Regions from separate parts of the Mus musculus genome. Here all the other regions are linked to region 1. The links are chromatin contacts, called in public HiChIP or PLAC-seq and promoter capture Hi-C maps. All regions are on one chromosome and are shown on one strand. The core of a region is the stretch at or near the end of the contact, and the rest is flanking DNA. Distances in the headings are between cores, read along the strand shown.

The links. Promoter capture Hi-C pulls out the DNA fragments that hold promoters and counts their contacts. HiChIP or PLAC-seq counts read pairs in DNA pulled down with a chosen protein or histone mark.
Region 2: a contact with region 1 is called in a FOXA1 HiChIP or PLAC-seq map of pancreatic cancer cells. The contact joins the promoter of Nprl3 here to the enhancer-like site in region 1. A contact is called at or near these places in 5 of 39 promoter capture datasets (the C10 cell line, hippocampal neurons, liver and 1 more) and 1 of 115 datasets of contacts at active chromatin or transcription factors (pancreatic cancer cells).
Region 3: a contact with region 1 is called in a promoter capture Hi-C map of frontonasal cranial neural crest. The contact joins the promoter of Stk10 here to the enhancer-like site in region 1. A contact is called at or near these places in 5 of 39 promoter capture datasets (cranial neural crest, embryonic stem cells, frontonasal cranial neural crest and 2 more), 1 of 115 datasets of contacts at active chromatin or transcription factors (forebrain) and 1 of 9 other capture datasets (embryonic stem cells).
Region 4: a contact with region 1 is called in a FOXA1 HiChIP or PLAC-seq map of pancreatic cancer cells. The contact joins two enhancer-like sites. A contact is called at or near these places in 2 of 115 datasets of contacts at active chromatin or transcription factors (differentiating embryonic stem cells and pancreatic cancer cells) and 1 of 9 other capture datasets (embryonic stem cells).

Annotation. Positions count from the first base shown.
Region 1 is chr11:33,121,447-33,124,413 of GRCm38.p6, reverse strand. All of the region lies in intron 4 of Fgf18 (fibroblast growth factor 18), which reads left to right. Among named protein-coding and RNA genes, the nearest start is that of Fgf18, 24 kb to the left of the region's middle. Within about 2 kb of position 1,488, at least 50 of the 459 cell types and tissues checked have an H3K27ac peak or open chromatin away from gene starts, as enhancers often do. A contact at or near this core is called in pancreatic cancer cells, where this site is marked.
Region 2 is chr11:32,266,183-32,269,149 of GRCm38.p6, reverse strand. It overlaps Nprl3 (nitrogen permease regulator-like 3), which reads left to right and starts at 1,443. Exons shown (of 13, transcript NM_181569.3): 1 at 1,443-1,727. The coding sequence starts at 1,610. RefSeq lists enhancers at 1-204, 1-367.
Region 3 is chr11:32,531,718-32,534,684 of GRCm38.p6, reverse strand. Stk10 (serine/threonine kinase 10) reads right to left here and starts at 1,419. Exons shown (of 19, transcript NM_009288.2): 1 at 1,126-1,419. The coding sequence starts at 1,281. It also overlaps a transcript of Efcab9 not described here.
Region 4 is chr11:32,563,744-32,566,710 of GRCm38.p6, reverse strand. All of the region lies in intron 2 of Stk10 (serine/threonine kinase 10), which reads right to left. Among named protein-coding and RNA genes, the nearest start is that of Stk10, 32 kb to the right of the region's middle. Within about 2 kb of position 1,525, at least 175 of the 459 cell types and tissues checked have an H3K27ac peak or open chromatin away from gene starts, as enhancers often do. A contact at or near this core is called in pancreatic cancer cells, where this site is marked.

The DNA of each region.
Region 1 (2,967 bases), core at 239-2,738:
GGTTGCCACTTGGAGCCAAGAGCCCTGGGTTCTGATGGGGAAGGATGTGGAATTCTGGGACAGCCAGCTCATGTGCTCATGATGTCTGGGAACAGGGAACTTGCAGCCCAAGGGCTGTGGCTGAGGGATCATCATAATACTCACCAGGGGTTCCCAGCATCAGCTGCAGCCACCTTGGCCCGCCTGCGCCGCCCTCCCACCCGCCCGCTGTGCCTCCTCCAGCTCCCCGAAAGCAGTCGTCCCTCAGCTGGGCCCACGGTTCTAGCGGTTCAGGAAGATTTTATTACTTTGGAACAGGCCAGAAAGCTGCATGTGACACAGTAGTGTATGTTAGTATGTGCACATACATGTGTGTGTGTGCATGTGTGTGCTTGTGTTTGCATCCATGTGCATGCATATGTGTGCATTTGTGTGTATGTATACTCACTTGCCGGGCTTGGATACTCCCTGAAGGCTGCCTTTCATCTCTTTATATCCTCATGTGCTTGTTCATGAAGGTACTGAGTACGTTTCTCCCAAAGGTTCAAGAGGAACTTGCCACTCACCGTAGCTCTATTGCTAAGTCATCTCTCTGCCCTCTGCTCTTTGTAAGGACTCTCTCTGCTTCTATACTGAACTGAGAGTGAAGTCAGTTGGGACAGGTGGCATGGGAAATGGGCCGCTGCTTAGGAACTTGTGCTGGGAAAATTGATTCCATTATACTCAAGATAACGGGAGAATGGTCAGTCCTGTTGAAGTGGTATTTGATTTCTTGAGCCTTTAGCTCTGCTCTTTGGTCCCTTATCCCTGGGTTGAGGACCAAGGAAATGTCACATAAATAATAACTGCTTCCTTTAATTGAGCACCTACTATCTCCCAGGCATTGGGCAAAAAAAAAAAATAACTGCAGATAATTTTGACAGGTTGGCACCACTACCATTCCCATTTCACAGGTGGGAAAGCTGAGGGTTGGCCACATTCCTGGGCACTTGTCCCACGTCCCATACTAGAGCTAGGCGGGATTCAAAGCCGGGTTTGGAAGGGACAGATTCCAACCACACACCCATACCAACCCAAACTGCAAAATAATAGTAATCCGCAGAGCGTCGGATGCCTAGGAGTGGTTTCAATTAGTGATTCACTTTCCGCCGTCGCAGGCCGGTCGGCGAGGGGGTCCCTCAGCGGCTGGGACGGCGGGCAGGGGCGGGTGTCTGGTCCCCTGGCCTGGCCCGTCCCCGTCTTGGCCAGCAGTTTCCTGCGGCGGCTGCCCAGCCCCGCGTCAGGCGCTTTGTTCTCCTGCCCGCCTGGGCCTCCTCCCAGACCAACCTGCTTTGAGTTTGAGACTCGCTTTTCTCCTTTGCTCCCTCTGTGCTCTGTGCCCCCCGCGCGAAGTCCGGTGCCGCCTAGTGCCGCCTCCTGCCTGCGCTCTTCCCGGTATCCTGACCCCCAGGAGTGCCATCGCGGGGTCAGGAGAGCGCCCAGTCCCCACTGGCTGCAGCCCCCGCCGCCTCCTGCCGGCTGGCCGCTGAGTCACCGCTTCCAAGGGAGCCGGCTCCGATTTCCTGCCCCCTTGCCCTCTCTCCCGTCATTAATATTGGTGACGGTTCAGCTGGCTCAAGGCACAGCAGCGAAGCGGGCCCTATCCCCTGCCTCCACCTCTGCACCCTCCTTCCAGCCCAGCTGCCTTGGCCACCCTTCTGGACACAGAGGCTTGGTGGCCCCCATCCCTGTGCTGGGTGGGGTGGGAATCATGCTTTTGGTAGGCTGTCGGTGGCCCCTCCCTGCTCACCCAGACTGTGTGGGGAGTCCCCTCTTTGATGGCTGGGTGTGTCTCTCCTATACAACCTGGGCTTACCCCTCAGCTCTTTCCACATATTGCTGCCCCAACCTTCATCGCCTGCTTGGGAAGCTTCAGGTTCCAACTGATCTATCTTCTCTTCCTCCCTGGACCAGTTTAGGGCTCAGTTTGGGTTCTTTGTGCTGCTCACACCATCTCCAAGATGTGGACTTAGGGCTTCAAGCATGAGCCATTACAGCCCTACCCTGCTCTCTCCATGGACCCTTCTTCTTGGCTCACCTTCAGTGGTCTCTAGATTTAGCTAGCCCCTAGCTAGCTCACTGTCCTCCCTCAGCCGTCTATGCCCCACCCCCACCCTCCAGACCCCCACTTGCTGAGCTCATAAAGAACCTGAGGTGTGCAAAAGCAACAGAGGGCCTAGATTGGCTCTTGCTCTCAGCCTCCTGTAGGACCGATGCCAGGGGGATTGATACCCTGTCTCAGTCTCACTGAACCTTGGGGCTTTGTAAGGGAGACTCAGTCTAGCATTTAAGGAGGCTCTGCCTGACTGTCTCTTCCTCCTTCCCCTGTGAAGATAGGTTTATTTTACTTTATTTTATTTATTTTTTTGAGACATGGTCTCCTCCAGCCAAGGCTATTCTGGGACTCTGGAATTCCCTATGTAGCCAAGGAGGACCGTAGGCTCCTGATCCTCCTACCTCCCGAGCGCAGAGACTGGGGGCATGTCCAACACCCCTGGTGCATGTGGTGCTGAGAATGCACCCAGAGTTCTGTGCGTGTCAAGTAGGCACTATATGGACTGAGCTACACCCCCAGCCTGAAGACAGGACTTGACATTACTTCTGCACCCATGGCAACTCTGACCTCTGCTGCCTTAGATGGAACACCTTAGCAGGTATTTCCTCTTTCCTGGTTATAGGTGCCAGCCTCGAACATCCCTGGCCAGTGCTCTTTGGGCCCTGAAAACAGCTATTTCAGATGCACTAGCCATTGACGGGAGCCATTCATTTCCTCTATCTGTCTTGGAGCCCTGCATGCTCTGGTGGCCCTGCTCCCAGCCACTTCTCTCAACCATATCCACTTGGCCAGAAGGTAGCACAGTCCACAAAGAGTTCCTGAGCATCTATCATATGCTAATCAGAACCTCCTCGTCTGTCCCTTCCTGTCCTTATGGGAGCAATGGAGCTGCA
Region 2 (2,967 bases), core at 194-2,693, 860 kb after region 1:
GTGACGGGACAGATAAGGCCTGGCACCCATATGGTTTCCTACTCTACCTAAGGGAGACCTTGGGGGATGGGGTGCAAGGGTCCAAAGTTCCAGTTTCCAAAGGTTTACTTCTGCAGAGGGGGTCTTGAATCCACATTGTTTTACATTTGAAATGAAGCCTCTCTTCTGTAAGACTTTAACATCAGAGTCGGAAGGTATGGCCTGCAGAGCTCAGGCTGGCTCTGCTCCTTCACAACAGCTCAAATCCAGCTTCTGGCGGGGAAACTGGGGTCCCCAGTGGAGTCCACGGTGTGACCTACGTTTTGATTTCTGGAATAGCTGATGGTATTTCTTCACAATGATGTGGACACCTTGGGAGTTGAGGTGATGCATCCCAGGTTAGTTAGTCCTGGGTTCTCCTATCCAGTGCTGTCAGTATTGGGTAAGGCAGCCTCAGAGGGGAGTACAGTGGACTTCTGTAGACTGGGATCTCATCATTTCCCCCACACGCAGCATTATTACCACGTCCATTTCAGAGCTAGTGACGGTAGAAAAGATTGAACCCAGGGCCTCGTATATAATGTCAAGTGCTCACTAGCAAGCAACATCTCTTTCCCTTTTTGAGAAGGCCTCAATGAGTTGCCCTGCCTGGCTTTAACTTCCTATCCTGCTACCCTAGTCTCCCTAGTAGCTGGAAATACAGGTCTCCACCACTGAGCCTGGCTGTCACTATTAATTACATAGAAAATTATACTGTGAATACTCCTGTGAAGGTTGCTGGCAAAAAATGGGTCCAGAGATCATAGTTGGGGAAACTCTGGGCTCCTTGGTTTAGGTCTTCCTATCTCAGAGGCAACCACTGGGGTCCCAAGGCTCTGGCTAATCAAGTGGCAGAATGGCCCGGGGGAGTAAGAGGGAAAACCTGGACCACAGTCCTGCCTGGCTCAAGTGCCCCGGTCCCTATGCACTCCCGCTGGTTCCGTGGGAAGGTCCCACGACCCATCCCAGGCACCTGGTTCCATCTCTCTGTCTGCTTCCCTCCCAGCCCCTTCCTACTCCTGACCTCACACAACACTCAAATCACACATGACTGGGATAAAGGCTTGCAAAATGAGTTAAAGTCATTCCTTTCACATCACACATCCAAACCATCAAAAGGCAAACATAAGTGCAACTCTCAGACACTGGCAAATATTCAAATGGTACCTTCTCATTGAGTAATAGTTGGGGGGCGGGGAGGGGGAGGTTGAAATACGACTATTTTCTCTCTTTGTAAAGTTTGAAAACATGATTGTTATGTGATGAGCAGGCTAGTACAATCCAGACCACCGCTCCTGCCTTTCTTACAGTTTAAAGTTTATACGCTCTGGTTAAATCAAGTGTATGACTTTAAACTGCAGACAGCTTTCCCTAGCGAGCTACTAGAGTGCAGCCAAGGCGTCGCGCCGGCGCAGTCGCCTGTCCGGGCATGCGCGGGGGCTGTGGAGCGCCGCTCGGCGAAGTCTCGCGAGAGTGAGCGCCGAGGCCGAGGTGCCGGCTTCCTCCGTGTCCCTGCGGGCCCGGCGCCTGCCTTCGGCTTTTGCGGTCCCTACGCGAGTTCCTCTCAGGCGCACGCCCGGGCTCCCGCAGGATGGGGGACAATACCAGCCCCATCAGCGTGATCCTGGTGAGCTCGGGCAGCAGGGGCAATAAGCTGCTCTTCAGGTACCCCTTCCAGAGGAGCCAGGAGCACCCCGCGTCCCAGACAAGTAAGTGGCTCCTGGCGGTCACCCGCCCCGCCACGCGCAGTGCACAGTGCGGAGGAGGAGGAGGAGGAGAGGGGCCGCGGCACGACTCCTGAGTCTCCAGCCCATGAAATAAAAATGCGTAAGAATTGCCAGCTCCAGCAGTGGTGCGCATCTGGGATCCCAGCGCCCCGGACGCGGAGGCCGGGGTATTGCCATGAGCCCAAGGCCAGCCATTTCTCCAGACAAATCCAGAAAGACACCAGATTTTACAAGCACAGACACGAATTTATAAGTTATTTTAGAAAATATAAGCGACTTTAAGGTCTGAAGTTGATCTTGAACTCTGGTCCATGCCCATTGTGGATAACTGCTCACCATCTTGATAATCATCCCTCCTGTATATAAACTCTGAAAGTGTACCCACCAAAAAATAAAATACAGCATCATCCTTTCCCCGAGCCCCTCAGAGAATCTCAGGACACTCATTTGTTATTTTGTAGCATCCGCCTTGAAGGTTCTTGGAGTTATTGAGCACATAACTCCTGTCTAGTCGCAGTACACTGCTGCATGGATCAGGCATAGCCTGCCTCTGTAGGCAGTGTTCTTTAAAGCTCGCTAATATAATACAAAGGGTTTTAAGTTATAAAAACATAAAGATGGTACCAAGCTCTCAGAACCCCCTCCCTCATCCCCCTAAAGGGCAACTATCGTCACCATTTTCCAAATCTGTTTATACACAAGCAAAGCACACATTCCAAGTACAAAAGGAACTACATGGCCCATTTTTTCCCTGATATATATATATATATATATATATATATATATATATATATATATATATATATTGAAATAGACCGGATGGTCTTTTTGCTCATTTTCTTCTGTACTTTATGTCTATGTCTTAAACAGGTTCAACCTCACCCTGAGACAGGTTTCCTGTGTAGTCCTGGCTGTCCTGAAACTCACTCTGTAGACCAGGCTGGCCTTGAACTCAGAGATTTGCCTGCCTCTGCCTCCTGAGTCCTGGGACTAAAGGCCTGGGCCACCACCGCCGCCAGCCACCTTGTTCTTATTAATGACTGCAGTGAAGTCCATGAGATGAGCGTACTCTGGTTTATTCGTCCAGCCCCTGTTGAGGGCAGTAGTTTTCAGTCTTTTCAGGCTGGGCACTGGCTCTGCCAGCATGAGACCCCTAAATTCCCAGCACTTATGTAAAAAGACTGGCTTGGCTGTGGTGTGCGTAATGTCATCACTGACTGAT
Region 3 (2,967 bases), core at 170-2,669, 590 kb after region 1:
GGCCCTGGCTGTCCTGGACTCACTCTGTAGATTAGGCTAGCCTCAGACTCAGATCTGCCTGCCTCTGCAGGAATTGAAGGTGTGCACCACCACGCCCAGCTGAGAGTCTTAGTTCCTTACAAGCTTCCCAAGGATGCTATAGCATCTTTCCTAGGGAGCACACTTCTGGGGCGAGAAGCAGACCAACGCTAGCATATCAATTTCAAGTCAAAGGGAGCATGGCCCGACTTGGGGAACTGGAAAAGCCCTTTCTGGGGTCCAGCATCCTGAAAGGGTCAGTGAGGCCTCTAACTACCAAAGCCCCAAGGACAATGACATATGGCTTTGGAGGGCAGCTAAGACAGCTGAACTATGGGAGTCTCCCAATAAAAGTAGGGGATGCTATGCTGTAGTGGCCAAACCTACAGTCCAAGCTACTCCAGAGACTGAGGCAAGTAGATCTGGGAGACCAGCCTGAGCAGCCTGGTTGGGGAAGCCGGGGGAGGGGGAGGGTGTTGAGGAGGAGGAAATGAGAAAGGGTGGAGTCAAGATGAGTTAGGTACTTTGAACAACAACCCAGGCACTCAGAATTGGCTCAGAGGACCAAACCCCAGGAGCTGTCCGTCTGCACACGTGTCTATATGGAATCATCTATGCCCCACCCACTCCTCCTCAGCCTGTCTTCCTCCAGGGGAGAGGTAACTGCAGACAGGGAGCCTCTGGTGACTCAGGCGACTAGAAGCCAAATCTGTGCCCTGCAGCTGCATTCACAGGACCCTGTCCTCGCTTTCCGTTGAGCCTTCTAATCCCAAGCCTGTCCTCACTTACTCCAGGGCCCTTCTGACCTCCCCAGTACCGATCGTAGGCTCATCTTCAGAAGTGTCCTCAACTCCCAACCCTTGCAGGCACAGCCCAGAGCCTGAATATTCCCACAACATCGGTATAGTCCCTCTTTAAAAGATGTGTCCCTATCACCGTGATCCTGGGGATGCCTCCGGTAGCCCCCTGGGATGCCTCGATCCTACAAACGTCCCTTTGTGCCCTGTACAGGGCACACAGGAAGTGCTCAGAAGCAGCTGTGCGGGGGGTGGGAGTGGGGGTCAGGGGCTCGCAGGACCTGGTAGGCTCAGCAATCGGAACTCTCACCTTGTAGACTTTGCCGAAGGCGCCGTCTCCCAGCTCGCCCACGATCTCCCATACATCGTTGGGGTCCAGGTCCCGGCGGACGTGCTCATATTCACGGGACTTTCTCTTCTCGAAGGTGGATAACCGCAAGATGCGGCGGAAATTGGCGAAAGCCATGCTGGATGAGGAGCGCGACGACAGGACCCGCGGCTTCGGAGAGCCGCCCTCCTCGCAGCGCAGCACCCGCCGAGTGCGCCAGCGGCCACAGGGAGCTGCAGGAACCGCGGCCCGCCCGCCCCGCCCCGCCCCCTCCTAGACCCGCCTGCAGGACGCCCGGCACCCGCGCGCGCGCCTGTCCCCGCCGGCTCCACCTGCTCTGCGGCGCCCCGAGACCCCTCAATTGGCTGCGGGAGCTCGCGGCTCCGCCCGCGCCGCGGGGCACTCTGGAGACTGTAGTCCGCCGGGTGGCCGGCCCCTGGGCCCGCTGCGCCTCCCGGAACCCCAAACCTCCGGGGTTCAGCTGGTGTCTTTCAACCGCCGTCGGTGCCGAGTGGGTGCATCAGCGCACAGAACTCTCCCGCTGAGGCTTGGTTCGCCAGCTTCCCGCGCGAGATGCCCGCACCCCTCGCCCCGGGACTCACCCCAGTCCTCGGTGCTCTTTGCCTCAAAGTTCACGCGGTCCCAGGTGGCTTTCGCCACACTTCCTAGGCAGGTCTCGTGCTGCCTCTGAGCCCCGCAGAAAGCAGAGCCCCGCGCTTACGCCCATCCGGACTTTCCCCGCCTCCGCCAGCCACAAACGGCCGGGACGCTGGACATGAAACGAGAGTCCCTTTAGGACCTTTAGGCTTCATGGTAGGTTAGCAAATATATTCCTTATTAAGTAAAACTTTCTAGTTATTTTGCGAATTAAAAAGCCCCATTAGAGATAAAAGCGGAGTCATCTCTGGGATGGTGCTCCTATATCCTGGTCCTCATCCCTCTCTACCTTGGCTGCGGGCGTCCCGCATCTTGCACAGCGTCTTTGCTTGGTATCAGAACGTGGGTTCTAGTGATTGTGCTGGGGGCTGGGCAGCTGCAGAATCTATGCTGGAGACCCTCCCATCCTGAACAAGAGTGTCTCACACTCGGGCACTCTTAACTCGAGAAAGCGTTTTAATTGTTGGTCCCCTTCGTCCGGACTCTTCGAAAATATCCCTAGAGTCTCGCGCCAAATGCTGTTCCCCCATTCGAAAAGCCGGCTGGAGAGTGAATACTAGGCGCGGAGAGGGTTGTGTGTGCTAAGGACGTCCGGAATAAAAGTTGCTCCAGTTCCAATTGTTCCCACCACAAAATGAGTGCGGGGAAAATTTATAATTAAAAGAAGAAAATGTCATGCAAAACTGTTCTTGTTGAGTCAGCCTGTGGACCAGCCAAAGTGTACATCTGTCACTCGGTTGAGCGGGACCTGCTGAAGTCTGTGCAGCTATACCGGGTGGACAGAGGGTCAGAATGCGCTAACCATTTCCAGGAGTTCCAAAAGAAAACAAAGTAAGGATAAAAATGGAAAGGTCCGTTAAAAATGTCCTGCTACATGAAAGAAGCCAGACCCAAAGATCGCACGAGGTATGACTGCATTTTTATGACCGGTCCAGAAAAGGCAACGCTGTGGAGTTGCTCCCAGACACGGGGACTGACTGGAAAGAGCCATGAGGAATCTCACTCTGGTGGTGAAAATGCTGGGTCTCAGTGGCAGGGGGTGGGGGTGGGGGCGTAAAGGGACAGTTCCACAACTCCGGAAACTTGCCCCAAATCACGAGTGACTTTTGTTTTGTAAGGTGTTTGGGTGGGGGGCGTGTAACTTATGTAGCTGGAGTTAAAAGGAGG
Region 4 (2,967 bases), core at 276-2,775, 560 kb after region 1:
AAAGTGGCAGAGCCAGAACCAGGATTGGGGTAATGTAGGTCCTGTGAGAGTGTAGAGAGCCCCCATCCCCATCCCACCTCACAGAGGAAGCCACAGGAAGCTTCTTGAGTCACAGGCCCTGCGTCAGTGAGAATGAGCCCCTCCGCCTCCTGGCTCTAACCCTTGGGCTCTTCCATTCCATGAATGGACTGAGCAGGCTGCTCACCCAGAGATAAAGGGACCAGGATGTCCCAGACCAGATAAGCATGGCCTGGCCACACCAGGGCTTAGACATTAACTTTTACAGCCCCCAAACAGCCCCATCAGGCAATGCCAGAGCCGTAACCATCCCCCAGAGACAATTGAGTCACACACAGTCCAGAGGTGAGCCACCGCCCTGCTGACCTTCAGGACTCTGGGCCTCGATTCTCCACCCCTGGCCTTTCCTGAGGCCACTACCATATACTGACCAGGAACAAGAGCTCAGGTGACCTATACGTGAGAAACTCCTGAGCACACACAGCAACACGGACACAGCCCCATAAAGGGCCACTGTCCCACCCTAACCCTTCCCCTACCTGGGCCTGTTTCTCCATCTGGAAAATGAGGTTCTCAAAATCTGTATGACCTTTTGTGGTATCAACATTTTAGGTCTCCGTGTGACTGTAGTCACTCTTTCACAGAACAAGCAAGTTTGTGTTTGGGAAACGTTGGTGGTCAGAGTCTGGCCTCGTACAATTGTCCATCAGTCTGGGAATCTGGCCAGGACCCAACAGATAGAAATCTACCAATGCCAGAGTCCCTGACTGAATGGTGTCGTGTCCACACAGAACCCACACATCCTCCCGCACATCTGGAAGATTCTAGAAGGGTGACAGCGGCTAACTCAATGGGAATGCTAAGTGGATGCTTGCTCTCTTGTATCACCTAGGCAACACTGCCAAGGAAAGATGCCTCTGTGTGTTCAGTACCGATGATGGTGAACCCACAAGCACAGAGGACTCTAGCCGCACATGACCAACAAGTGTTTGTTAAATGACTTTGAGATGTACAGAAACTAGGGCAGATTCACTGTGCTAATAAGCATTCTATAAATATTCCTTGAGCCACAGGTAGCCTATTATACAGATGAGAATATAGAGGCTTGACAGGGCTGCCCCAAAGCTACTCAGCACAGACGTGAAGAAGAAGGAATAAACTTAAGCTGGTGGTGACGAGCGGCGGCTGAACCACCCTGCGGCCAGCCACCTTTCCGCTCTGGATTCATTTCTCTTTGAGGAAGCAGGGATAGTGTCTGCAGCTAGTCCCCAGGTCAAGAGCTGGGGGCCTTCAGGCTCTAACACAGTGCAGAAGACGGAAGCTTCTGGTTAGTCAACCAAAGCCTGAAAGAGGAAGTCATGAAGGCAGACTTAAAAAAAAAAAGCAAGAGTCAACCTAAATCCAGCCTAGTCTGTCAGCTGCCTGTCCCTGTAGGTGGAGTCCCTGGACCTCCCCACCTCTGAGTATCAGCCAAACAATGTGGCCATTGAGTGGGGCGTCCACACCCACGAGGCCTCCTCGGTCCAGCCTTGTTTTTCCATGCCAGTTCCGCCCACCACCTTGCAGCAAGCCTGGGTTAGGAATGAGCTTTCCCCGGACCCGGCAGCCTTGGAATGAGGCTTGAATCAGAGGCAATAACCTGGGTCCTTGAATGCATGCAGGGGTGGACGGTTCAGTTTGCTGTTCTGGCCCCAGCCACCCTCCACTCCATGTCCATACCCAAAGGTGCTTGCCCAGGCCCCAAGGCATCTCTCAGATGGGACTGAGGTGACTCTGTGGCAGGCATGCTTCACTCCTAGTCAGTCCACCCTAGATACTAGGCATCCGGGCTTCAGGCTCAGAGTCCCCTGGGCTGCATTCCTGGCCACAGTGCAGGAAACGTTAAAGTCAGAGCTAAGCTCAGGTTCTCTAGTGAAGGTCAAAGAATCAATTTCGAGAGGGACAACTCAGTCTGGCTAGCTGGCTGGCTGGCTGGCCACCATTTCATAAGACTAACTAGAAACAGCACTGAGCCCAGAAGGGAATAAACCAGGGCTATTTCCAATCATGGCCACCAAGGACTCAGGACGAGGACTTGGAATACTTTAGACAGGGCACACAGGACAAGAGCCACATCAATGGTGTAGGAGGCTCCTCCTCAGAGCTTGCATTCCCTACCATATAACTTACTGAAGGCTTCATAGCAGTGAATCCCTGAGAGGCAGGCAGGGTTGAAGCCAGAGATGGATAGTGAGATGGGACAGTGGGTATAACAAACAGATAACACTTGACAACTCATAGAGCCAGAGAGATATGCAGTGTCAGGGTCCCGAGTCCCACCAGTTAACAAGGGGGTTGTGGGGACACAGCCTTTCCACATCCCCAGGGCCACCTCTTTCCCATAGCACAGCCTCATGGAGCCAATGCATCTCCTTGGCCAGGATATGCCTGGGCTTCATGGAGTGTACCAGTCTGCTCATCTCAGAAACTGCAACTTCATCCATCAAGTCTGGATAACTGTAGAGCCTGCCTCCCGGTCACAGTCAAACAGGTAACACAGGGGACCAGTGTTTGGTAAATGGACTAAATACAGATATAGCTAGTAACGCCCAAGTGGCATCCTCACAGGACACTTGAGAGACTAGACCAGCTCTGAGCCTGTGTTCCCAGCATCTAAAACTTCCTGCAGCTAATTCAGTGTATGAACGAATGACCACTGAATGAATAATGTCTCCGCCTGCTCCAGGGGGGTGGCATCAATCCCATGAGACTGGCCTATGGAATGCCATAACCACATAAGCAGTTTTACAATGGAGCAGAGGTCACAAGAATCACAGGGTTAGGGTTCTCATGGGGACAGCCCTGTTGAGTCCTCCTGAGAGGGCAACAGGGGAGTGGCCAGCAAAAAGGGGAAGCCCCAAAACACAAGAGAGCAGGATCAATTGCCTGGCTTCCTGCTGTGGGCTGTAA